Regions from separate parts of the Mus musculus genome. Here all the other regions are linked to region 1. A link is a contact called in public Hi-C, HiChIP or PLAC-seq and promoter capture Hi-C data. All regions are on one chromosome and are shown on one strand. The core of a region is the stretch at or near the end of the contact, and the rest is flanking DNA. Distances in the headings are between cores, read along the strand shown. Region 1 holds the start of Cdh23 (cadherin 23 (otocadherin)). Region 2 overlaps Chst3 (carbohydrate sulfotransferase 3). Region 3 has its middle 25 kb from the start of Psap. Region 4 has its middle 25 kb from the start of Pcbd1. Region 5 overlaps Cdh23 (cadherin 23 (otocadherin)).

What was found. Promoter capture Hi-C pulls out the DNA fragments that hold promoters and counts their contacts. A called contact is a pair of places that touch in the nucleus more often than the background predicts. HiChIP or PLAC-seq counts read pairs in DNA pulled down with a chosen protein or histone mark.
Region 2: a contact with region 1 is called in a promoter capture Hi-C map of pre-B cells, with 3 times the contacts expected there. The contact joins the enhancer-like site here to the promoter of Cdh23 in region 1. A contact is called at or near these places in 3 of 39 promoter capture datasets (hippocampal neurons, liver and pre-B cells), 1 of 484 Hi-C or Micro-C datasets (CD4 T cells) and 3 of 9 other capture datasets (adipose tissue, liver and pancreatic islet).
Region 3: a contact with region 1 is called in a promoter capture Hi-C map of hippocampal neurons, with 5 times the contacts expected there. The contact joins the enhancer-like site here to the promoter of Cdh23 in region 1. A contact is called at or near these places in 2 of 39 promoter capture datasets (the 3T3-L1 cell line and hippocampal neurons), 3 of 484 Hi-C or Micro-C datasets (neural progenitor cells, pro-B cells and uterus), 4 of 115 datasets of contacts at active chromatin or transcription factors (bone marrow-derived dendritic cells, bone marrow-derived macrophages, embryonic hindbrain and 1 more) and 2 of 9 other capture datasets (adipose tissue and liver).
Region 4: a Hi-C map of differentiating embryonic stem cells shows a contact between it and region 1, with 2.6 times the contacts expected there. The contact joins the enhancer-like site here to the promoter of Cdh23 in region 1. A contact is called at or near these places in 8 of 39 promoter capture datasets (the 3T3-L1 cell line, the C10 cell line, embryonic stem cells and 4 more), 1 of 15 datasets of contacts at CTCF or cohesin (embryonic stem cells), 5 of 484 Hi-C or Micro-C datasets (differentiating embryonic stem cells, embryonic fibroblasts, embryonic stem cells and 1 more), 3 of 115 datasets of contacts at active chromatin or transcription factors (embryonic forebrain, embryonic stem cells and stem cell-derived neural progenitor cells) and 3 of 9 other capture datasets (adipose tissue, embryonic stem cells and macrophages).
Region 5: a contact with region 1 is called in an H3K4me3 HiChIP or PLAC-seq map of bone marrow-derived macrophages, with 3 times the contacts expected there. The contact joins the enhancer-like site here to the promoter of Cdh23 in region 1. A contact is called at or near these places in 3 of 39 promoter capture datasets (cranial neural crest, hippocampal neurons and trophoblast stem cells), 1 of 484 Hi-C or Micro-C datasets (bone marrow-derived macrophages), 9 of 115 datasets of contacts at active chromatin or transcription factors (bone marrow-derived macrophages, craniofacial prominence, embryonic midbrain and 5 more) and 2 of 9 other capture datasets (adipose tissue and pancreatic islet).

What each region holds. Positions count from the first base shown.
Region 1 is chr10:60,694,280-60,698,638 of GRCm38.p6, reverse strand. It overlaps Cdh23 (cadherin 23 (otocadherin)), which reads left to right and starts at 2,149. Exons shown (of 71, transcript NM_023370.3): 1 at 2,149-2,339.
Region 2 is chr10:60,191,889-60,196,247 of GRCm38.p6, reverse strand. It overlaps Chst3 (carbohydrate sulfotransferase 3), which reads left to right. Exons shown (of 4, transcript NM_016803.3): 2 at 2,003-2,155. Among named protein-coding and RNA genes, the nearest start is that of Chst3, 25 kb to the left of the region's middle. Within about 2 kb of position 2,222, at least 160 of the 459 cell types and tissues checked have an H3K27ac peak or open chromatin away from gene starts, as enhancers often do. A contact at or near this core is called in pre-B cells, where this site is marked.
Region 3 is chr10:60,250,009-60,254,367 of GRCm38.p6, reverse strand. No RefSeq gene overlaps it. Among named protein-coding and RNA genes, the nearest start is that of Psap, 25 kb to the left of the region's middle. Within about 2 kb of position 2,022, at least 78 of the 459 cell types and tissues checked have an H3K27ac peak or open chromatin away from gene starts, as enhancers often do. A contact at or near this core is called in adipose tissue, bone marrow-derived dendritic cells, bone marrow-derived macrophages and 1 more, where this site is marked.
Region 4 is chr10:61,062,356-61,066,714 of GRCm38.p6, reverse strand. No RefSeq gene overlaps it. Among named protein-coding and RNA genes, the nearest start is that of Pcbd1, 25 kb to the left of the region's middle. Within about 2 kb of position 1,909, at least 40 of the 459 cell types and tissues checked have an H3K27ac peak or open chromatin away from gene starts, as enhancers often do. A contact at or near this core is called in differentiating embryonic stem cells, embryonic stem cells and stem cell-derived epiblast-like cells, where this site is marked.
Region 5 is chr10:60,369,890-60,374,248 of GRCm38.p6, reverse strand. The region is part of intron 39 of Cdh23 (cadherin 23 (otocadherin)); the gene reads left to right. It overlaps Vsir (V-set immunoregulatory receptor), which reads right to left. Exons shown (of 7, transcript NM_028732.4): 7 at 1,565-4,359. Among named protein-coding and RNA genes, the nearest start is that of Vsir, 25 kb to the right of the region's middle. Within about 2 kb of position 2,423, at least 103 of the 459 cell types and tissues checked have an H3K27ac peak or open chromatin away from gene starts, as enhancers often do. A contact at or near this core is called in adipose tissue, bone marrow-derived macrophages, memory CD8 T cells and 2 more, where this site is marked.

The DNA.
Region 1 (4,359 bases), core at 900-3,399:
ACTCCATGCAGGGCTCCAGAGAAGCCCAGTGGCCGTTCTTAGGGCATAAATGAAGGTGCAAGAGGCTGAGGTGTGTGGCAAGCAGAAGTTCCTTCTTTCCACCTTTGTTCTCTCCCCAGTGTTGGAAAGGAGGAGAGACATCCATTGCCTCCCTCCCGATAGTCTCGGCAGCTAGCCCTGCCTTCCTGTCCCCGGTGCACCAGTAAGGACAGATATTAGGTACAAGAGGACACTTAGTCTAGATGGGGAGGTATTGATTTCTGTTTGTTTTTTTGAATAGGATCTTATGTAGCCCAGGCTGGCTTCAAACTCACTACTTAGCCAAGGCTATCCTTGATCTGGTGACACTTCTGCCTTCACTCTCCAGGCATTACAGGTGCGTGACAGCATTTCAGGTTTATGCGGTGCTGAGGATAGACCCTGGGGCTTTGTATGTGCTATGCAAGCGCTGCACCCCCAGGCCACCATTGATGGAGGACATTTGGGAGCTTTTTCTTACATCCAAGGAAGAGACCATGGGTCACACCCACATTTCACAAATGATGAAACTGACCCTCACGCAGAGAAACACAACACCTATAAAGCCCGAAGCCGGGGCTGTCCCCATGCTGGTTTGCATGTCTCTGTCAGGGAGGAGAGGGGAACCCCTGCCTCAGCTGACCCTCTAATGCTCCGGGGAGTTTGCAGTTGCTGCTTCCTCTCTCTGGGCCTGGGGTGAGCTGGGGCGCAGGGCACCTGTTTCTAGTTCCCCAGAAGTTTAATTGGGGTGGTTATCATCATCTTCTGTGGTTGTAGACTGCAGATCTGAGGAGATCTGCGCTTACTGTGTCCACAAGGCATCAGTATGAGGTGAGAGGAGAGGGTAGGAGGGGTAGGAGCCCTCCCCTAGACACTTCGTGGGCCTCAGTGAGAGTACTGTCCTACCCACCAGGGCTCTTGGCTGGTACGGAGTCCACAGCCAGAGTATGGGCTGTAGGGATTATCTGGAACATTCACAGGGCACTCCCAGGAGCCAAGCTCTTCTTTGGTTGATGGAAGAGAGTAAATAACTGGGTCATCAACCCATTTTCCAGATGAGCAACCGAGGCACACAGAGGTTAATTAACCTTAATTGTTATGGTTTCAGTTTAAAGCCAGACTTATCTGTCCTCTCTTCTACCCAGTATAACCAGAGGAGGAGTTGAGGCTCAGATAAAGGCAGCAACTTGCCCAGCGTCACACAGCTGAGCCACCTCAGTTCCTAAGCCTTAGGTGATTTTCAGTTCATATTTAGAGACAGGGCTAGGGACACAGGCCCAGTGAGTCTGGAATCAGGCAACCTGGTGGTTTGGGAAGAGAGTGAGGGACAGGTGGCACTGGGGACACCAGCAGGGTGTGGTTTTGGTCCACATTTCTGTGGGGTTCTTGCCCGCTCTCCACCCAGCCTGGAGGGGGGTGCTGTGCTGAGATCCGCCTCTAGGTGGTGCTCTGCACTGCAGATCTGGACTCCCCTGGGGACTGGGAGCCTTTGTGCCCTGGGTAACCCTCATCAGGTGGCAGTATCTTCTAAGTTTCCCGGATGCCTCTGGACAGCAGCTTCCCCGCTTTCTTCCAAAGCTACTTGGCTTTGTCAGAAAAAGGGCTGGCGGGATCTGGGGAGATTCCTTAGGGTGATTTGGGATCACATGTTACTTCTTGGTTGGTCCTTGGCCATGGCCAGCTTATACAATTAAGTTTTTTTTTTCCCCCCAGAGTTGGGGATTGAGCCCAGAGCCTAACAGCAAGCTGCAACCTCGACCCTTTTTGTTGTTTTGAGGTGAGACTTGCTAAGGTGCCTGGGGTTACTTGATGGTCTTCTTGCCCCAGACTCTTGAGTGGCTGAGATTACAAGCCTGTAGCCCCAGGCTCTTGGTCCGCAGCCCTTTCCTCGCCTGCAGAGTGCGGGTGTTTTATTTCTAGAACATTAGGAGAGTTTGATGGGATGTCCTTGTCCAAGGCAGGTACCTCCAGCCAGGAGTGGTCAGGACGATCCCCATGGACAGTGGCGGGCTCTTATGGCATGTCTGCCTGGATGCTGGCTCTTCCTGTCTATGTTTCCTCATAATGGTGGTCCATGTGTCCTCACTCATCCATCACGCCCAGCCTCTCCTGCTCATCCTCATGGACCTCACACTGGCTCACAGAGGAGAGTTGGTGAGGGATGACTATGAGCCTCACTACCTAGCCTCAGACTCCTACCAACCACTTCCCAGTACCTGTAGTACATTTCCTCATGCCCCATAGTGCCTGAGATGCACCTGCCCGTGGTGCTTAGCCTCCTGGGGGCTGGTTGGGAGACATGCCGGAGCAGCTGTGGCCAGGTAAGTGGGGGACAGAAGAGGTGTGTGCACCCAACATTCTAAGTAAACCAGCTGGGAGCCTGTGAATGCCTTCCCTCGACCTCCGCCATCCCTCGCTTGCTTCTGTGTGTCTATAGGTTTATGGCTCCAAAATGAAGACACCCTAGGTCTTTATCCTTGGGAGCTGTCCCGTGACCACTGGACCCCCATGGGAGTAAAAAGCTAACATCTGGGGCTACAGAAGCCTCCACTTCATTTATCTTACCTACAGTCCAGTTAATAGCCACTGGGCCTCAATGATCTCATCAGCGAAATGGGGACAGTACTATAAGCCACAGCATCATAGAGCTGTGGAGAGCTTGAGTGAGCTTGTTGATGCAACCCTCTTAAACTTCTTTGAGAAGATTCTGAGAGTATGAGATGATTTGAGACCTCCCTAAGCAGGAAAGACACCGCCCCCCCCAACCTTCCACTCCATGATTCTTGATGATGAGGAGGCTTGGGTGAGTGTGTGACCTGCTTAGGGTCCTTCAGACAGATTGTGGCAGAGTCAGACTGAATTCTGTTCTCTGAGCCACATCTAGAGCTCCGTAGCACGCTTCCTGTTCTTTACAACCTGGCTAAAATGGAAGTGGCTCTTCTCTCAGGTGGTGTGATGCAGTATGGCCCAGAGGAGGCCCAGATGTCTGCTCCAGGGTGTACTTTTTTGTTTCTGTTTTTGTTTGTGTTTTTGTGTTTTGTGTTTGCTGCACTGGGGGTTCAAACCCAGACCTTTCCATGCTCAATGATAAAGATTTATCTTTCTTTATCTTTATCAGCTCTTTTAAATTTTACTTTGAGACGACATCTTGATAAATTATCAAGGCTAGCCTTGAACTCATTGGCAGCCCAAGCTAACTTTTGGATCGTGATCCTCCTGCCTCAGCTTCTTAAATAGCTGGGATTACAGGTGTGTGCTACTATACTCAGCCCGCTCTTCTTTTATAAAGGGCAATTGGTTTCTGTGTGTAGTTAGCGGGAGACTCTGAGCCTACAAGAGCAGGCCTTGCCCAGTGTCCCTCAGTCCCCATGGGCTCTGCCTTCTCCCTGACCTGTTGTTCATTCTTTGGCCAGCTCCATACCTGAGACCAGGAAAGCCATATGGGACCTGGCAGATCGATGTTTTATCCTAGCTGTCCTCTACTAGAACACATGCAGATGTAACGAGGGGACAGGTTCACTGTGTGACAATAGAGACAAAGCTACAAAACAAAAGCAAGTTCTAGAATGATGTGTATAGTATGACTGTATGTATTAGCAGCCATTCCTTAACATTTCAGCACATGCTCATGTGTATGTGTGTGTGAGTATGAGTGTGTAAGTGTGTGTGTGTGTGTGTGTGTATGAGTATGTGAGTGTGTGTTATATGAGTGTGTGAGTATATGAGTATGTATGTATAAGTGTGGGTGAGTGCATATGAGTGTGTATGTGAGTGTGTATGAGTGTGTATAAGTGTGTGAGTGTATATGAGTGCGAATGTGTGTATGAGTATGCAAGTATATGTGTATGAGTGCATATGAGTGTGTGTATGAGTGCGAGTGTATGAGAGTGTATTTGAGTGTGTGAGTATATATGAGTGTGTGTGAGTGTATATGAGTGTGTGTATGAGTGTATAAGTGTGTATGAGTGCATATGAGTGTGTGTAATTGTGTGTGTGAGTGTATATGAGTGTGTGTGAGTGTATATGAGTGTGTGTGAGTGTATATGAGTAGGTGTGAGTATATAAGTGTGTGTATGTAAGTGTGTGTATGAGTGTGTGTATATGAGTTTGTGTGAGTGTATATGAGTAGGTGTGAGTATTTGAGTGTGTGTATGTAAGTGTGTGTATGAGTGTGTGTGAGTGTATATGATTATGCATGAGTGTGTGAGTGTGTGTGAGTGTTTAAGCACGATCCTGCTCCCCTTTTGCTGGTTACTTAGCGATCCTTTGAATTACTATTCCATCAGGGAGGGCCAGAGAAAAAGAGAGTCCTTGAGTTGCTGGTGCGATCATGCAGTCACC
Region 2 (4,359 bases), core at 973-3,472, 500 kb after region 1:
GACCAGGGGTCCTCCCGGGCTCCTGTGTTTTTCTTATCCTTTTGCCCATAGGAGTTTATAGTAAAACACAAAATAGTGTGACCTAAAGCTCAGCACCTGGGGGGCATGCGCAGAAGAGATGGCTCAGTAGTTAAGCACCGGCTGTTCTTGAGAGGATGTGGGTTCAGTCTTATTACCCACACAGCAACTCCAGTCCAGGGAATCAGACACTCTCTTCCTACCTCCGCAGCTATCAGGCATGTACCCAGTGCACATACATACACATGGAAGCAAAGTGTGCAAGCAAAACATTCATACACATAAATGAAATAAAATAGATACATCTTTTAGTACGAGTAACCACCACTTCAAATGGCCAGTTTCCTGGCATTAAATACAGTCACCGCCGTCTGTCTTCAGAATCGCTTTTATCTTTCCAGGCTAATGCTCTGTACATAGACGCGTGATCCTCCTGTCTCAGCCTCTTGGGTAGCAAATACTACAAATGTCACTACTGCACCTTGCAACTGTTTCCTTTGTTTGGTTAGGTTTTTTTTCTTAGTTTGTTTTTTTTTTAATAAAGTCTTCGGTGTCCCAGGACAGCATCAAATTCACTGCGTAGCCTGAGGACAGTCTTAAGCCTTTCGTCCTCTTACCGGCCTTCTCCTTCTGAGCATTACAATAGCAGGTGTGTGCTATGATGCCCAGTCATACAGGGTGCTCTGGGTGGAACCAGGGCTTCATGCCTGTCAGACAAGCACTACCCACTGAGCTACACTTCCAACCCAATCTCTGCATTTCTCTTAGCACTCCTAGGATCCCAGGCAGGCATGTGGTTGTCCAAATACTCGCTCCACAGAAAGGTATGTGAACTGTCACAGCGTTTCTGTAGCTGCCTCAGCGTTTTTTGAGCCCCGTGGGTGGGGGTGGGGTCAGTTCCCTCTAGTGGGACATTTCATTGCTTTGCCTGGCCAGTGTCCAGGTCAGTTTTGAATGGAGCAGATTGTTCTCCAGGCTGCCTGCTCTGTGTGGCTGAAGGCAGCCAGGACACCAGTCACCATATGGTGCTGGCTAGCTAATCAGAGGCTAACTAGGGTACTAGGCCTAGTGGGGCCTGGCAGGGGACTTGCATTTCAAGTAACTGTCCACTGGAGGTAGATAAAGAGTGCTCCCCATGTCTGTGTGCAGGCATGAAAGGCTGAGAGGTGCCTTGGGCTGGTTTTGCCAGGGTTATCCTATAGCTCCATCAGGGTAGCTCTCAGCTCCATAGTCCACCACGGCTTGGGCCCATATTCCTTATAAGTACATGCGACCGTTTGCCTTGGACTGCTTCTGTGTTGGCTGTAGCTGGACACACACAAGAAGTTGTAGATGGGCTCATTCATTTTGTTTGTCGTGTGTATGCACGTACATGTGTGTGTGTGTGCATGTGTACATGTGTGTGCATGTGCGTGAGTGTGCACGTGAATGTGCGCGTGTGTGTGCGTGCCTGTGTGTGTGTGTGTGTGTGTGTGTGTGTGTCGGGGCACGTACTTGGCCTCCTGGTCATCTTGCCTTTACTTCCCAAGTTCTGGAATTACAGGCATGATGCACTGTGCCTCGGGAAATGTGTTTATTTTAGAGAAGAAAGCTGGAGCCCCAGGATGCTAGGTTGCTGAGGTGCTGGGATGTCGGTTTACCGCACGCACGGAATGCTGGATGCTGGGATGCTTCAGTACCGTGATAATGACCGGTAATAGCCAGACCTGCCCTGTTCCTCTTCTCCTTTCACTTTGCTGTCAGCATCCTCTGAGCATAAGCTGTCCTGTCAGAACTCCATGATAATGGGGTAGAGTGGGGAGGGGTGTGCCCCTCCCCCGGCCATCTCTAGACGCTTCCATGTGAAATAGGGTCTAGCCTGAACAGGTCAGGGCATGGACAAACCCAACTTAACAGAAACAAAGAACTTCAGTGTTTCTTTTTCTCATCCTGATTGAAAGAAGTGGCAGAGTCTCAGCCAACACCCCTCCCCTCTACTCTCTAGGGATTCAGGAACCCCGGCTCCCTGCTTCCTACTGGGTGACACAGAGGGATCAGCCCTCTGGCCTCACAACTTTCCCACAGCAGCCAGATCTTCCCTCTGCCTGTGGAGCCCCGTGGAGCCGCGTTTTTTCTACTTGGAAAGCTGTATATACAGGTATGTAACAGCTGAGGCTGTTTCCTGCTATGCTCTGGGTCCCAGCGAGAGGGGAGTGGAGGCTTGGTGCCTGATGCAATGCCTGGCAAGGCCCCGCCCCTTATCGGAGCTTCCCTCCCGTCCTTGCAGGGACCCCTCCAGAAGGACGGAGGCGGGGCTGGACTGCAATCCCTCAGGGGCCTCAGTGGAAGAGCCCAGCTGGAGGCTATCCAAACGTGAAACCAATTCTCCAGTGAGGCAGTTTGCCAAGTCAGGGGGAGAGGCCTGTGCTGAGGAAAGACCCCTGGGCAGGGAGGAGGGAAGGGGAGCTGGTGCCCTGCTTGGCAAGGCTCATCCACCTCGGCTTCCTCCCTCCCTCTCTGAACCACCAGTTGCCTGGGGGCTTTCCCACGCCTCCCCCTCCTGAGCACACAGCTGTTAGGAGCTTGAGCTGAAAGTCCCCAAGAATTGAGAATTCATTTTGCCCGTAGTCCATCTATCCCGCATCCTAGCCCACGCCCACTGCAGGTGCCCAGGGCGTCTCTCCCTGATGGCTCACTCATGCACCAGTGAATATTCTCCTCTCCCCTGACACTGCCTAGCAACCTAGAATGCCTAAGCATCTTGCTCTGGGTTAGGTATTCTGGGAAGGGCATCCATCCATCCATCCATCCATCCATCTATCTGTCCGTCTGTCCATCCGTTCATACATCCTTTATTCAAGGTCACCACTTCAGCAACATCCACTAGGTTAAAACTGGGATGTTGATTGCACCCCAGAAAAATCGTTTCAGAATAGGTCTGTGTGGAACAGAACTAGGCTTATTATGAGAGAAACCACGGGAGCACACACGGGAGTCTAAGCAAGGACAGTCAGAGAGAGAGAGACTAGGTTCAGTGTCTTATCAGAAACATATGATTTCATGACTTTATGCTATAGTATCCAAAGGATGTAATTTTCTTTTCCTTCCTTCCTTCCTTCCTTCCTCTCTTCTTCTTCTTCTTCTTCTTCTTCTTCTTCTTCTTCTTCTTCTTCTTCTTCTTCTTCTCTCTCTCTCTCTCTCTCTCTCTCTCTCTCTCTCTCTCTCTCTCTCTTTTTCTTTCTTTCTTGGCTTTTTGAAACAGGGTTTCTCTGTGTAGTCCTGACTATTCTGGCATTAGCTCAGTAGATCAGGCTGACCATGAACTCAGAGATCCACCTGTTTCTCTGCTTCCTGAATGCTGGGATTAAAAATATGTGCCACCATGCCTGGCTTTTTTTTTTTAAGATTTACTTATTTATTTGTTTGTTTGTTTATTTAATGTGAGTACACTGTTGCTCTCTTCAGACACACCAAAAGAGGTTATCAGACCCCATTACAGATGGTTGTGAGCTACCATGTGGTTGCTGAGAATTGAACTCAGGACTGCTGGAAGAACAGTCAGTGCTCTTAACTATAGAGCCATCTCTCCAGTCTGCTTGGCTTTTTTTTTTTTAATTTTAAACAATTTTAATTTGTTTAATGAAATGAATTGTAAGGTGTTCTGTGGTGGTCAGGAGTGTGGATAAGTTACAAAGGTCTACAGCCGTGTTCTTTAGCAAGCATGGCTCATTTGTTGTTTATAACACCTTTGAGATATCTTAGAAAAATGGGTCTTGCCCCTGGAGCAATCTGTACTGATTTTATCAGTTGGGTGAATGAAGAACCTAAATTAGATCGCGTGGGGGAGGGGCCTTTTCCACTTCTCACATCCCCTTGACTTTCCTGTCTCTCTATCCAGTCTCACCTGTTACACAAAATCATTGACCCAGTGGAAAAGAACGTTTGCATCCAGGAAAATAAGCATATGAAAAAGAGAAAGTGATGGAGGGGCTCAGGGAAGGACTTGGAGCTCTGGATGCTAAGTCAGCACAGGAGGAATAGGGATTTTTTTGGCTTCTCTGGGCTCTATTGAAAGAAGAAGAATGGTCTTGGGCACATGTTAAATAGAACGAACTCCAGTGCTGAGACCAGAAAGGATGCGCCCCCGGGTGGGGAATAGTGGGAAGGGCTGGGGTCAGATGGTGCCCATAAAGGCTGGGAATGAGGTGTGGCTCCCATCCCCAGGGCCTTGGAGGGCTTGTGTTCTGCTCTGAGTTGTGCACGAAGGGTTTTCAGCAGCTAGAGTCACCCGGAGTACTGGGCTGGGTGTCTAAGACGCTCTCGACATCAGGACCGCGTTCGCGTATCTGAGTTAAGGTGCTC
Region 3 (4,359 bases), core at 773-3,272, 440 kb after region 1:
TTCCCTCCCTCCTCAACTCTCTCAGCCCCCGCAACCCCCACCCCCACCCCCTCACAGAGTCCTTCCCCCTATCTCCCCCCTTCTCCTCTGAGAGGACAGGCCTCCGTCAGGGATCCTCTCTATGCTGGCACATCAAGTCTGCAGGGTTGGGTGCATCCTCTTCCACCAAGGATTCCAGATGGGTGTGATCTGTGCCTGAGATCTCAGCACTAAAGAAAGCTGAGGAAGAAGGCTTACCACAAGTGTCAGGCCAGCCTGGGCTACAGAATAAGGAGTCTCAGTCTCAATAAATAATAAATAGGTCTGGGCAGTGGTGATATACATGCCTTTAATCCCAGCACTCCAGAGGCAGAGGTAGGTGGGTCTCTGTGAGCTCAGACAAGACAGCCCGGTTGGGCCACAGTTAGGCTACAGCTTTAGAGACGAGCCTCAGCCCCAGTTGTAGGAGGACCCACACGAAGACTGAGCTGCACGTATGCTACCCATGTGCCAGGGGCCTTGGTCCAGCCCGTGTATGCTCTTCAGCTGGTGGCTCTGTCTCTGAGACTCCCAGGGGTCCGGGTCAGTTGACTCTGCTGTTCTTCCTGTGGGGTTCCCATCCCCTTCAGCTCCTTCGATCCTCCCCCCAACTCTTACATTGTGGTCCCTGACCTCTGACCCATGTTTGGCTGTGGGTGTCTGCTTCTGTTTCCAACAGTCCACAGATTACAACAGCAATATGCTGTAATCTATGGAGAGTAATTGTGGGAGGGAGAGAAGCAGGGAGAAAGAAAAAGAAAGGATGAAGAGGAGGGGAAACGTAAAAAGGCCTCTATCTGAAAGCAACTTATATTTGCAGCCTTAATAAGGCTGAATATTTAAAGCTTACTGTTGGCTACAGCATCTTGCTGTGTGGACCAGGCTAACCCGGAAGTCTCCATCCTCACTTTGGTGCTGATGGCCGGGATTACAACAGTGAAGCATTAAGCTTTGTTTGAAAAAAAAAATCTGTTTCTGTTGTAACAGGGATCGCAGGTATGTGAAGGGTGCGGTTTAGCTAATCACTGTAAGTAAGGTGGGTTCCCTAGGTTCCAAGAATTCCAGATGGGTGTGATCTGTGCCTGTGACCTCAGCACTAAAGAAAGCTGAGGAAGAAGGCTTTTACTACAAGTTTCAGGCCAGCCTGGGCTACAGAATGAGGGAGTCTCAGTAAATAATAAATAGGTCTGGGCAGTGGTGATATACATGCCTTTAATCCCAGCATTCCAGAGGCAGAGGTAGGTGGGTCTCTGTGAGCTCAGGGCCTGCTTTGGCTACCTAGAGAAGCTGTGGCCAGCCACAGCCACCCAAAACCCTATCTCAAAACCCAATCAGTCAATCAGTCAACCAACTGATTGGTTAAATCAGTCTTTGGTCTGCTGCTTCCTGGATCCTCGCCCAACAAAAAGCTGAGCCACCTCCTGACCTCTGTTCCCCCACACAGGGCATTTTTGGAGGTTAAGCTGGGGAGAGCAGCCCAGGATGCTTAGGGAAGCGACACCAACAGTTTCTGGCCACCACCTCCTCCCCTGCCCCCAACATTGCACAAGACTCCTTGAGCCTGTAGCCCTGAGCAATATCCATCCTCTTTCGAAATTACTACTGTGTGCAAAGCCAGTCACCTGCACTACAGCTTTCCTGAGAAAAGGGATCAGAAACCTTACCCATGGGACAGGCAGGGGTGATGGGTTCCCCTAGCCGGAGCAGGAGCACCCTCATTGCCCTAGGCCTGAGTGGGGCCATACTTGTGCACAGTTGGCACATGCACACACACACACAAACACACACACACACACATACACACACACACACACACACACACACACACACACACACACACACACACACACACAGTAGTGCTCTAGGGATAGGTGTGCCTGCCCTGCTAACCAGCAGCAGCTGGAGCTCTGGGTCGGTCGCTATTATTCAGATCATTCACACACTATGAGGTCACACACACCCTGCCTGTCCTCAGGGCGATCTTTCTAGGGCCCAAGAAGCCATTTGCAGCAAGAGGCCATCTGCCGAGGGGCCATCTCTCTCCAGTATGTTCTGGCCTGCCTGGGCCAGTGTGGTCCAGTTTACAACTTTGGAAGGAGCCCCCTCCCTCTCTCTGCCTTCAGTCTCCTCTTCAGTGAAGTTCAGATGAGGCAAAATAGAACAGACAATGAAGGGCAGTCCGGAAGTTAGAGAAGCCCCTCCCCTGAAGAGGACAAGTCCAGGACAGGCTCTGTGGTGCCTACCAGGGTTGAGGCACCTTATAGGCCTGGAGACCTGGGTTTGACTCCCGGGACCTCCTCCACAAATCTGTGCCTCCCCTCAACCCTTCCACTATTTTTTTTTTAATTTTAATTTTTGTTTTTATTTTTAGTTTATTTCATGTGTATGAGTGTTCTGCTTGTGTGTATGTCTGTGTGCCACTTGCATGCCCAGTGCATTCAGAGACCAGAAGGGGGCATCAGATCCTTGGAGCTAGCTGCCGTGTGGGTGCCGAGTATCAAACCCAGGTCCTCAGGAAGAGCAACCAGTGCTCTTAACCACGGAGCCAGCTCTCCAGCCCCCTAATTTTTTTTTTTTTTTATTAAAATTAAAGAAAGCCTGGGGCTAGAGAGATGGCTCTGTGGTTATTCACAAACACTGTCTGCATTTCCAGAGGTTCTGAGTTCAGTCCCCAGCACCCACATGGTGGCTCACAACCATCCTTAATGAAATTGGATGCCCTCTGTGTCTCTGAAAACAGCTACAGTGTACTTACATATAATAAATAAATCTTTTTAAAAAAATTCCCTTGAGGGGGCTAGTGAGATGGCTCAGTGGGTAAGAGCACCCGACTGCTCTTCCGAAGGTCCAGAGTTCAAATCCCAGCAACCACATGGTGGCTCACAACCATCTGTAACGAGATCTGACGCCCTCTTCTGGTGTGTCTGAAGACAGCTACAGTGTACTTACATGTAATAAATAAATCTTTTTTTAAAAAAATTCCCTTGAATGGGGAGACAGGGAGACCAGGATGGTGGGGTCTTCCTCCCTACCTGGAGAGAGGGTCTCAATCGGTCTGTCTGTTCCTCCTTGCCCCGTGGAGACCAGGTCTAACCTGTACTTTCGATATAGAGCAAGCTGGCTTTGAGATCACAAGAACCCACTTGCCTCTCCCTCCTAGGTGCTGGGATTATAGGGGTACACCTCCACCTCTGGCTAAGATGGGATCCCTTGTTGAACCTGGAACCCACAGCTCTTTTCAGCTAGATAGGTAGGCATCCTGTATCTGCCTGCCCCAGCTCTGGGGTCCCAGGTTGGAAACAGCCTGGCTTTCTATGTGTTCAGAGGCCAGCCTGGTCTACTGAGGTGGGGTTCAGGAAAGCCAGATCTACAAGGAAAGACCCTGACTCAAAACAAAACAAAACAAAACAACAAAACAAAAACAAATCAATCCAAGTCCCCAAGATGGCTCCGCAGGTGACGTCAGTGGCCACACAAGCCTGGCAAACCGAGTCCTGTGGACCAGAGAACACGAGGCTGTCATCTGATCTCTGCACACGTGCTGTGGAATCGTCTTAGTTGGCATTGTTATTGCTTTGGTGAAACACCGTGAGCAAAAGCAAACTAGGGAGGAAAGGTTACGGCTCAGTCTTCCACATCACTGCTCATCACCGAAGGAAGCCAGCGCAGGAACTCAAGCAGGGCAGGAACCTGGAGGCAGGAGCTGACTCAGAGGCCTCGGAGGGGTGCTGTTTACTGGCTTGCTCCCCATGGCTTGCTCAGCCTGCTTTCTGATAGAACCCAAGATCACCAGCCCGGGGGTAGCACCACCCACAAGTGCCTATGCTCTTCCCCATTAATCACGAGTTAAGAAAATGCCTACAGGCTCACCAGATCTTAGAGAGACATTTTCTTAGCTGGGGTTTCTCCCTCACAGATGACTTCGGCTTGTGTCAAGTCAACATAAAAGTGGCCAGCATAGAAACGTTCCCCACCCCACTCCCATACTAATAAACATCAATTCGTTAACAAATTTAAAAGAGTGTGGCCAGGCGTGGTGGCCCACTCCTTTGATCCCAGCACTTGGGAAGCAGACGCAGGCAGATTTCTGAGTTCGAGGCCAGTCCGGTCTACAAAGTGAGTTCCAGGACAGCCAGGGCTATACAGAGAAACCCTGTCTCGAAAAAACAAAAACAAAAACAAAAACAAAAACAAAAACAAAAACAAAAAAAGACAAAAAAAAAAAAGAGTATGGGGCACGGGCTGGGCAAGTACCTCACTGCTAAGTACGTGGTCCCAGCCCTCAGGAGGCAGAGGCAGGCAGGCATTCCTCTGTGAGTTCAAAGCCAGCCTGGCCTACAA
Region 4 (4,359 bases), core at 660-3,159, 370 kb before region 1:
AAAAGCCTGTGTTTATTGAGCACCTACTTGGCTCTAATTAATGTTCTAATTAATCTCCACATATTAACTCACACTCAAACAAATCCACGCAGAGACTAGGAGCCAGGCCCAGGCTTAAGTAACTTGAGCTGGCACACATAGAGTCAGATGCATACTGCTCAAGCCACAGGCCTGGGAGTCAACCTGGCTTGCTCTTCCTGATCCACCTGTCATGACATCCGGCTGGCTTGGCTGCCATAGTTGTTCAGAATCTGACCTGTTTCTCTGACCTCATCCAGGACACCTTTCTGAGCTTGCAGCAGTGGCCTCTAGTTTCTGTGATGCACACTCCTAAACAGGCACCGTCAAGCCCTGACCTGCTGGGCCTGATTGAGAACAGGTCTACAGGGTACGGCTGAGGCTATGTCATTACCAAGTGCCTGATAACTGTTGAGAAGAGAGGCTCGTGGGCCATCTTGGAATGTCTCAAAGCTCTGAACACATCAGGAGTGATCTCAGGTACCCTGAGAGCCTCTAGACATGGCCGTTCACTCACTAAGTGGGGTCCTTCCCCTGCTGGCTGCAGCTGTTCATGTTGCCAGTTTGGGTGTGGCCAGTCAGACACAGTCAAATAACCCAGAGCCCTTTTTCTGGTACCTCTGATACTCCTCTTTGATGGCTGTGGTGGAGAGTTCCAGAGCTGGGGAAATGAGGACCATGATGTGTCTTCCTGGTGGCTGTCTCCCCACAGGGGACCATTTGTAGAGTCATCGCAGGAAACAGAGGCTAGGTCAACAGGGACAGCTATGCCCACGGCCCACCCTGCAGTCTTCTGGGCTGAATATCTACTGGCCCCGGGGCTCCTTCCAGCTTTGCAGTGGCCAGGGAGTCTGTAGGAAGGAGCTCAGGGCCGAAGGGACGCCAGATGGAGGACCAGTCCAGTTCAGCAAAGCAGAAGGCGAAAACAGGTCCCAGCTGGGGGTTCTTTCCAGCTGGACCTAGGATATGCTGAGACAGATCTGTGTCCCGCTGAATAAGTTCTGATTAACTGCACTGCCTTTGAACCTGGCAGAAGCGGAGGTGCTGGGGTGCATCAGGTAGGGACTGAGTTAATAAAAATATCTGAGTTTGTTTCGGTGCAGCTCATTGGGTGGACCAGTAGCCACAGTCAAGTGGGGGGTGGGGGGTTGGCCTGCAGACTTCTCTTCAAGAGACACTCCCTAGGACTGGCTGGCAGCCTGCCCTGCAAATGGTAGCCCCTCCCCCTCACAGGGAAGGGCACCCCGCCTCTCTTCGTTCTGTCTAGTCAGTGACAGAGCTGGGGAATCCTATGGCCAGGCCATATTTGGTGCTCCTAGTGCGTCTTGAGATGTCCTCATGGCTAGGCTTGATGAAGCTTGTCCCAGTTCATGCTATTGTGGTGTCAGAGCACCATAGTCTGCGGGTTCCTACCTCCTACGGCTCCCCTTCTCCCCTGCACCCTTTGTGGGAATATCCCCAGGGACTCTGTCTTGTATGACACAAGGGGCTCTTGCAGTACCCACCGTCCCGGCAGGAATACATAGCCTGGAAAAAAAACAGCCTGCGCAGCCCCACAAAGTCTATCCTTTGTGGGATTCTGGGCACAGGGGTCGGAGGGCATAAGATCCTGTTTTATTTAGCCTTTGGCTTTGCTGAGCTGGACTGGTCCTCCATCTGGCGGCCCTGCGGCCCTGAGCTCCTTCCTACAGCCCCCATGACCTCTGTGGGCTTTGAAGAGTGTCAGGGCACAGAACGTGTGGAGATATTCTGGCTCCACTTCCCTATATTCATAGAGAATCACAGAGAAGTTGAGTTAGCCATCTTTCCTGCAGCCGCATAGTAGCTTTGAGGAAGGCTGGCCAGGGGCGTGGTCTATACAGGGGCGTGGCCTCTCCTGGGTTCACGTCCCCTCATAGGTCAGAGCTCCCAGGGCCAGGCATCCAGTTATCCAGCCCAAAGCGCCAGGTCTTCTCCCAATTATTGTGAAGCCTCTCCAGGCTGGGCCCTCTGCTCGCTTACCCCCTTGTCCCCCAGAGGCAGCTGACCCTCTTTTCAGTGCACAGGGCCTCCTGTGGAACTAGAGGTCTCAGGCACTCATTTAAGCTGAGGTTCAGATACAGGAATCGCTTCCCTAGGCCCATAGCAGGCTAACATTATCGCAGAGTCACAGACCTCTTTATACCCTAAGGCAGCCATTGGGTCCTGGTGATAAATCCCAGCAGGCTTTCTGAGGCCAGAGCTAAGATCTAGAACCACGAGGGAGACAATATCTGTGAAGGGTTATCTTGATTAGGTTAATTGAGGGACTAAGGCCCACTCCAAATGTGAGCAGTTGTAGGGTTAAGGGGTCCTGCATCCTCTCGGCCGGCCACAAGCTCCGGTCCCTAAGGGAGGTGGAACATGGGAACTTGTACTGCACTTACCACGCCAGTGCCGGGCTATGGGAAGCCATGGGACACCGCTCCAGGGGTGGGGGAGCACAGTCTGAGGTCCCGGGGACAGCTGGAGCTGGCTCAGGGGTCCTTAGGACTGCAAGCAGGCTGGGGCATCTGGTTCTCAGGCTCTTGGGCACCCAGGCGCTGCTGGATGCCAAGGAAGAGCTGAGAACTGAGTGGGAGCCTGCAGGCTGGATCTAGCCTGGGGCCGAAGCGGGAAGGGGGATACTCCAGCTGGATCCTGTGGGGATAGAGCCCTTGGTTTGTTGGTGGGTGGCTGGCTTGGCTTGGTGGTCGCGGCTGAGAGCATAGAGAGGCCTTGTACCAGAGATTAGACTCGGATCTATAGTTGAAGGGCTTCTCTATGGCTCTCCACGGCGGATCCCAGTGAAAAGAGACAGTTCATGGTTTATTGTCATGGCAGAAAGTGGATGAGTAAAACTGTACCCCATTTCTCAGGGGCGGGCCTGAGGTTAAATACCTTTTGCAGAGAGGAGCGTCTGGGAAGGAAAGCTTAATTGGCTTCAGGCCTTTAGGTACCTCATTAAAATGAAGATCTGTCTTGAGGCTACGTCCTGTGGCGGGGCTTGGGGCATGGCCCTTATATGACTGAAGGACACAAATCTATGGAAAGCTGAGGCCTCATGCCAGGAGCCTAGTGTTCAGGAACCAGGTAAAACGCCTGCTGTTCCTCAGGGTCACCGGGGTTTCCAGCCTGTGTTCCACCAGAAACCAGGCTGCCTTTCACAGTCCTACAAGCCATCATCCTATGGGCTACTCATAAAAAGAAGAAAGCTGAACCCTGCCCTCCCCCCCACCCCCACCCCGCCCCGCCCCCAGCATTTGTCTCTCTTCTTCCGGACTTCAGTCACATTGTGTCCAGCTGCATCCAGCTCTTGCTGCCTCCCTGATAGGTCGGGACCTTCAGACCTTAAGAAAGTTCACAAAAACCTTTTCCTCCTTTAAAGTGAATTTTATTTTATTTTTTAATTAATTAATTAATTAATTAATTAATTTTTTGGTCCGATGTTCTGCCTTAGTCCTGGGAAATGTAACTGTGATGGTTTGTATATCCTTGGACCAGGGAGTGGCACCATCTGAAGGTGTGGCCTTGTTGGAATAGGTGTGACCTGGTTGGAATGGGTGTGTCACTGTGGGTGTGGGTATAAGATCCTCACCCTAGTTGCCTGGAAGTCAGTCTTCCATTAGCAGCCTTTGAATGAAGACATAGAACTCTCAGCTCCTCCTGCGCCATGCCTGCCTGGATACTGCCATGCTCTCACCTTGATGATAATGGACTGAACCTCTGAACCTGTAAGCCAGCCCCAATTAAATGTTGTTTTTTATAAGACTTGCCTTGGTCATGGTGTCTGCTCACAGCAGTAAAAACCCAACTAAGACAGTAACTAATACAGACAGGCTCTGGAGGGAGGGAGGCATAGGTACAAAGAGACCAGGGGCTTGTGACAAGGGGCTTGCGGTGACTTCCTCGATAAGGCTCGCAGGGAGGGGGCCCAGCGTCCTGCACCGGGAATTTGTAGAGAGGGAGAGATGAACTATCTGACTCCCCCTGCCTGGGGTAGCCCCCGAGAAAGGCTGAAATCTGACTTGGTCATTTTGAACTTGGTCCCTCCTGAACAGTGATGGGAACACATCTTCCCGGAAGCCACTCCTCTGCTGAAGCTCTGAGGTAGCAATGATCCGAGATAGCAATGATTCTCGGGGGGGGGGGGTGCGGGGGGGTGAGCTGTCAGAAACGGTTGCTGCTTCCTGGGCACCTGCTCCAAGGCTCAGAGATCCCATGGCTCCCTGCTAGATTTTAACAAAGGCTGCATATTTTCTGGCCACCTGGGAGCTAGATGGTCAGGGCCAGTACAGGAAGCCACAGGAGCCCAGGCTCAACCCACTAAGCTGGGGATAGCCA
Region 5 (4,359 bases), core at 1,174-3,673, 320 kb after region 1:
GCCACACAATGACCCGCCACCCGGCCAGAGGAAACCATTGTATTGCTTGGGACTTCTGTTAGCTCCAAGCCACAGGCAGGAAGGACAGAACTATGGCAAGGCCCAAGTGGCCATCAAGGGGCCCTGCAGGAGGAAGGGCTGGGTCCAGGGAGGAAGGACGAAAGGCAATGAAGAGGTCAGGGGAGAGCCCTGACCCTGAGGCACCTTGGCAGGAGATTTAGGAGAGAGGGTGGCCTCTTTGACATATGAATGACAGCCAGCAGCAGGAAATACCATCCCACAGTCCCAGATAACCCTGACTTCCCTGGTTACAGGGGAGAAAATCTGTACGCACCCAGTTCCCAGGCCCTGGCAGTGGCTCTAAGGTGGGCTGTGAGCTGGGAACACCGCCCTAGCAGTTCATCACATTCTGTAAAGTGAGCCTCTGCAGCCAGGACCCTAGCTTCCCAGGCTCTGCCCACTCCCCACCCCACCCCTACCCTAACCATTTCCATGTGTTCACATCAGGCAGGCTTATCTGTCCCGGGCCAGCAAGAGTAACCACGCTGACCTTTCTAATTACTTGTGTTTTTAATCAAATATGCTGCAGGAGAACAGGATGGGCAGTCGTTCAAGCAGCACCTGCAAGTCAGCTTGCTTGTTGGGAGACACTCTGCCACTTCCCAGATGTTGACACACAACTGGCTGGGCTTCTAGGGTTCACGGTCAGAGCAAGGTCTCTGTTCCCTTACCTTTTCCCGGATGCAAACAGGTACAGTGCAGGGACTCTGTGTCTACCAAAAATCCCCAGGCAGGAAAGGGGCATAGTAGGGGTGTAGAAGAAGCCCCCACACTAGCTGTGAGAAGGCCAGAGAAGACAGAGCATAAATAAGAATATATTCCTGGTATGGCTTGAATGTAATAGTAAACTTGTGGGGTCAAGTTCATCTCTCAGCAGCCCAGCATGTACAAGTTGAAGGTGATAGCAGGTTAATGGACAAGAAGGCTGTTTGGTTCAATGACAGGAAAGGAGCTAGGCCTGAGAGGCAAGAGAACCAACATTAGTCCCACCAGCCACAAAACATGTGCCTTTCAGAACCACCATTTCCTTCTGCATTAAACAGGGATGGTAAAGACTCTTGCTTGGGGGTGGAGGAGGCTCAGCAGATACAGTGCTTGGCACGCACACATGAGGAACCAGAGTTCAGATTCCCAGCACCCACAGGCCGCGTGTAGTCTATAACCCCAGCAGTTCGGGGTAGGGTGGGACAGGTACAGGCAGGTCCCCAGAGCTCGGTGCTTAGCTCCAGATTCACTGAAGGGTCTGCCGAAAAGAAAGTGGAACACTAACGAGTCAGCTCAGCTCTACTTACAGAGGATCCACATGGCAGCTCACAACTATCTATTCCCTAACTCCATTCCCAAGTGATCCATTGCCCTCCCGGCCTCCACCGGTGCCTAGCATACATGTGATGCTCTTAGAGACATGCAGGGCAACAAAACAAAACAAAACAAACAAAAAAACAAAACAAACAAAAAACATGCACATAAAATTTTAAAATAAATGCTAAAAATACACAATGGTGGAGTTGGAAAAATAGCTCAAGTAGTTAAGAGCTGACTTTTAATTTGTTGCTCTTGCAGAAGACCCAGGTTTGATTCCCAGTGCTCACACTGTAGCTCATAGCCACCTGTAACTCCAGTTCCAAGCGTTCCAGCAGGCATGTACGTGACACCTATGCATGTATTCAGGCAAAACATTCATATAGTAAATAAATCGTAAAAAAAAAAAAAACATACATTGCAAAGGAATGGAGGAAGACACCCAGTGATTTCTGACTTCCATATGCACACACAAAAACATATATACACGCAAACATCATATATATACACACAGAAAGGCTTTCAAGACTGATATGGAGACAGATGTCAAATAAACAAGAACACACGTGGAAATCTTTTGGGAAGCATATTTTAACCAAAATGATTAAGACATGGCATTCATACTGCCACTTCCCTTCCTGAGTCCAAGGCAGGCATTACTAATCAATCTCAGAACTTTCTTATCAACTGTATCCTTAGCAGAATTCCTCTCACCATATTTTCCAGGAAGCCACACCCAACAGATCAGAACCCAGTGAAATGTTTATCCCCTGGCAATAATGCCATTATAGAGATCTTCACTGGCCCAGACAAAGCTAGATCCCCAGAGTGGAATCCTGAGGTCCTGGTTCAAGCCAGTTACCCAAGGACTCTGTCAGCTATCTGCTCCCCAGGCTGGCATTAATCCTCACCCTCCCAGGACTCCCAGGACTCGCACTCATGGTGGAGAAGGAAAGTGCCAGGGTAAAGCAGCAAGCATGCAGAACATGAGCCAGATGAGCCGTATTCTCTGTGATCTGGGACTGGCACTCAGCTGGGCTGTCTGTGTTTCAAGAGACTTTTGCACTGCCCTCCCTTCCCCCCATCCTGCCTGGCACCCTCCTCCCCCAGTTCCTCTTTTGCCTATTTTAGTTCCCTGAGAAATTTTTAGTTCAGCTCCCACCATGGCAGGTTCAGCGCTGGCATGGACACTGCTCTAGCTCACACCCAGGAAAGCCTTTTCCAGGAGGGAGCATCCTAACAGTGCCCAGGTTAGGAAAGACAAAGGGCCCTCAGCAGCCCGTAGCCTAGCCGCCTCCTCCAAGTCCTCCGGGGAGCAGTTCTCAAAGAAGGAGCTAGCCCCTTCCAGGCCTCTCAGCCCCTTCTCCGCCTCTTCCTGGCAGAAGTAGGGTAGCCCCGGGGTTGCTCTTTTGAGAAGTTGGTCCAAGGCACACTACAATACTTCAGCAGGGTCAGCTCGGTCCACAACAGCTACCAGTGGCCCTTTGGCTTGTCAAGAAGCCCCTGCTTTATCAGACACCTTTCCTCCTGGTTTCTCCCATCCCAGGCCCAGGGAGAGCTTCATCGGAGATAGGTAGAGACCCTCCAGAGATAGATAAAGCACCCGCTCCAAATTTCTGATGGATTCCGTAAGGATCAATTACCTCCTCAAAATACAGACTTCGCTCTCTAGGCTTTTGCTGGTACCAGGAACCCAATATGGCCCTTGAGGCTACAGGGCTCCTCCCTCCTCTTGGGGAACTCAGTTCCCCACTGTGTCTCATTGCCACCCCATCTTTTGCCCCAAGGGCTAGCACCTCAGGGCACCTCCATTTTCCACCCTAAGATCCTGCAGCTGTCTCTACAGCAGCAGCAAGGTGGTAGCACCCAAGTTCATGGATGTAGACAGAACCCGGACCACACAAAACTTCACCCAAAACAGGAAACCACCAAGCTGACATGCCTTTGCTTGCAGGGTCCCAAGAAGAAGAGACTTAGAGCCCTACAGGAGGAAGCTGGGCAGGAAGCGAGTGGTTCTTCTGCTGGGGGCCTCCTCTCCTTTCCACGGAGCTGCAGCCATGCAGGGGTCCCCACAGGCAAATTCTTAGAAGTCATCTGAGTGGTGAGGTCTGAAGCTTAGGGCTGGAGACAGGTCAGGCTCCCCCAGGGGACAGGCTATACTCATCGTTCAGCTGGTCTGTGGGTTCTAGTCTTTGACTGGCCTCACAGCCCTGCCACTGAACAGCTGGCAGTTCGCCAGGCCATTATCCCCAAAGCCAAACAGAACAACACATTCTGTCTATAGTAACTGCATAGATCTAGAGCAATGGATGGTGCAGAAGAGTGGACCCTGAGGATAAAACAGGGGTCATGGCTTTGATGCCCTGGCCACCCCGACACTCCTATGATGATGATACAAAGCCTCTAAGGATCCCCAAGCCCCAGGTATAACTGGCATCCCACATCTTGGACCTCATCAGACAACTTGTCTGGGTCCCCAGCAGATAGCTTATTGCTGCTTCCCGGCCTGAAACTCTCTCTTCTCTCCCCACCCATCTGTCCTCAGGGAATGAATGGGGTTCTCCCTGGCTGCAGGCCCAGAACAGGAGCTTTCCTACCCATGCCCAGTTCAGCCCAGCCAGTGGAAGCTGCAAGAAGACATATGGTACCACTGGGCTGCTGCTCTCCCAGACTTAGAGCTACTTTCCCTCTAGAGACTGGAGAGTGATCTGCCCAGCCGTATCCCTCCTCACTCTCAAACATCAGCTGCCCATCCCTACCTCACAAGAACTACCCTTTCTTTTCATGCTTTAAAATCCTTTCTGAAGACTCCCCCTGTGTGCCCAGGTCATGCCAAACCCTGGAGATGAGAGCCAAGAGTAGTATCGGACCAGGGGCAAGCTCTTCTGTGTGCCTGAAGGTCACCCTGAGGTGAGGCTCAGAAGAAGAGTGGTCAGAAGCGGAGTGATCCCTAGGCCCTCACTGAAACTCCCATCCCTATCCCCATACCGGGCCCTG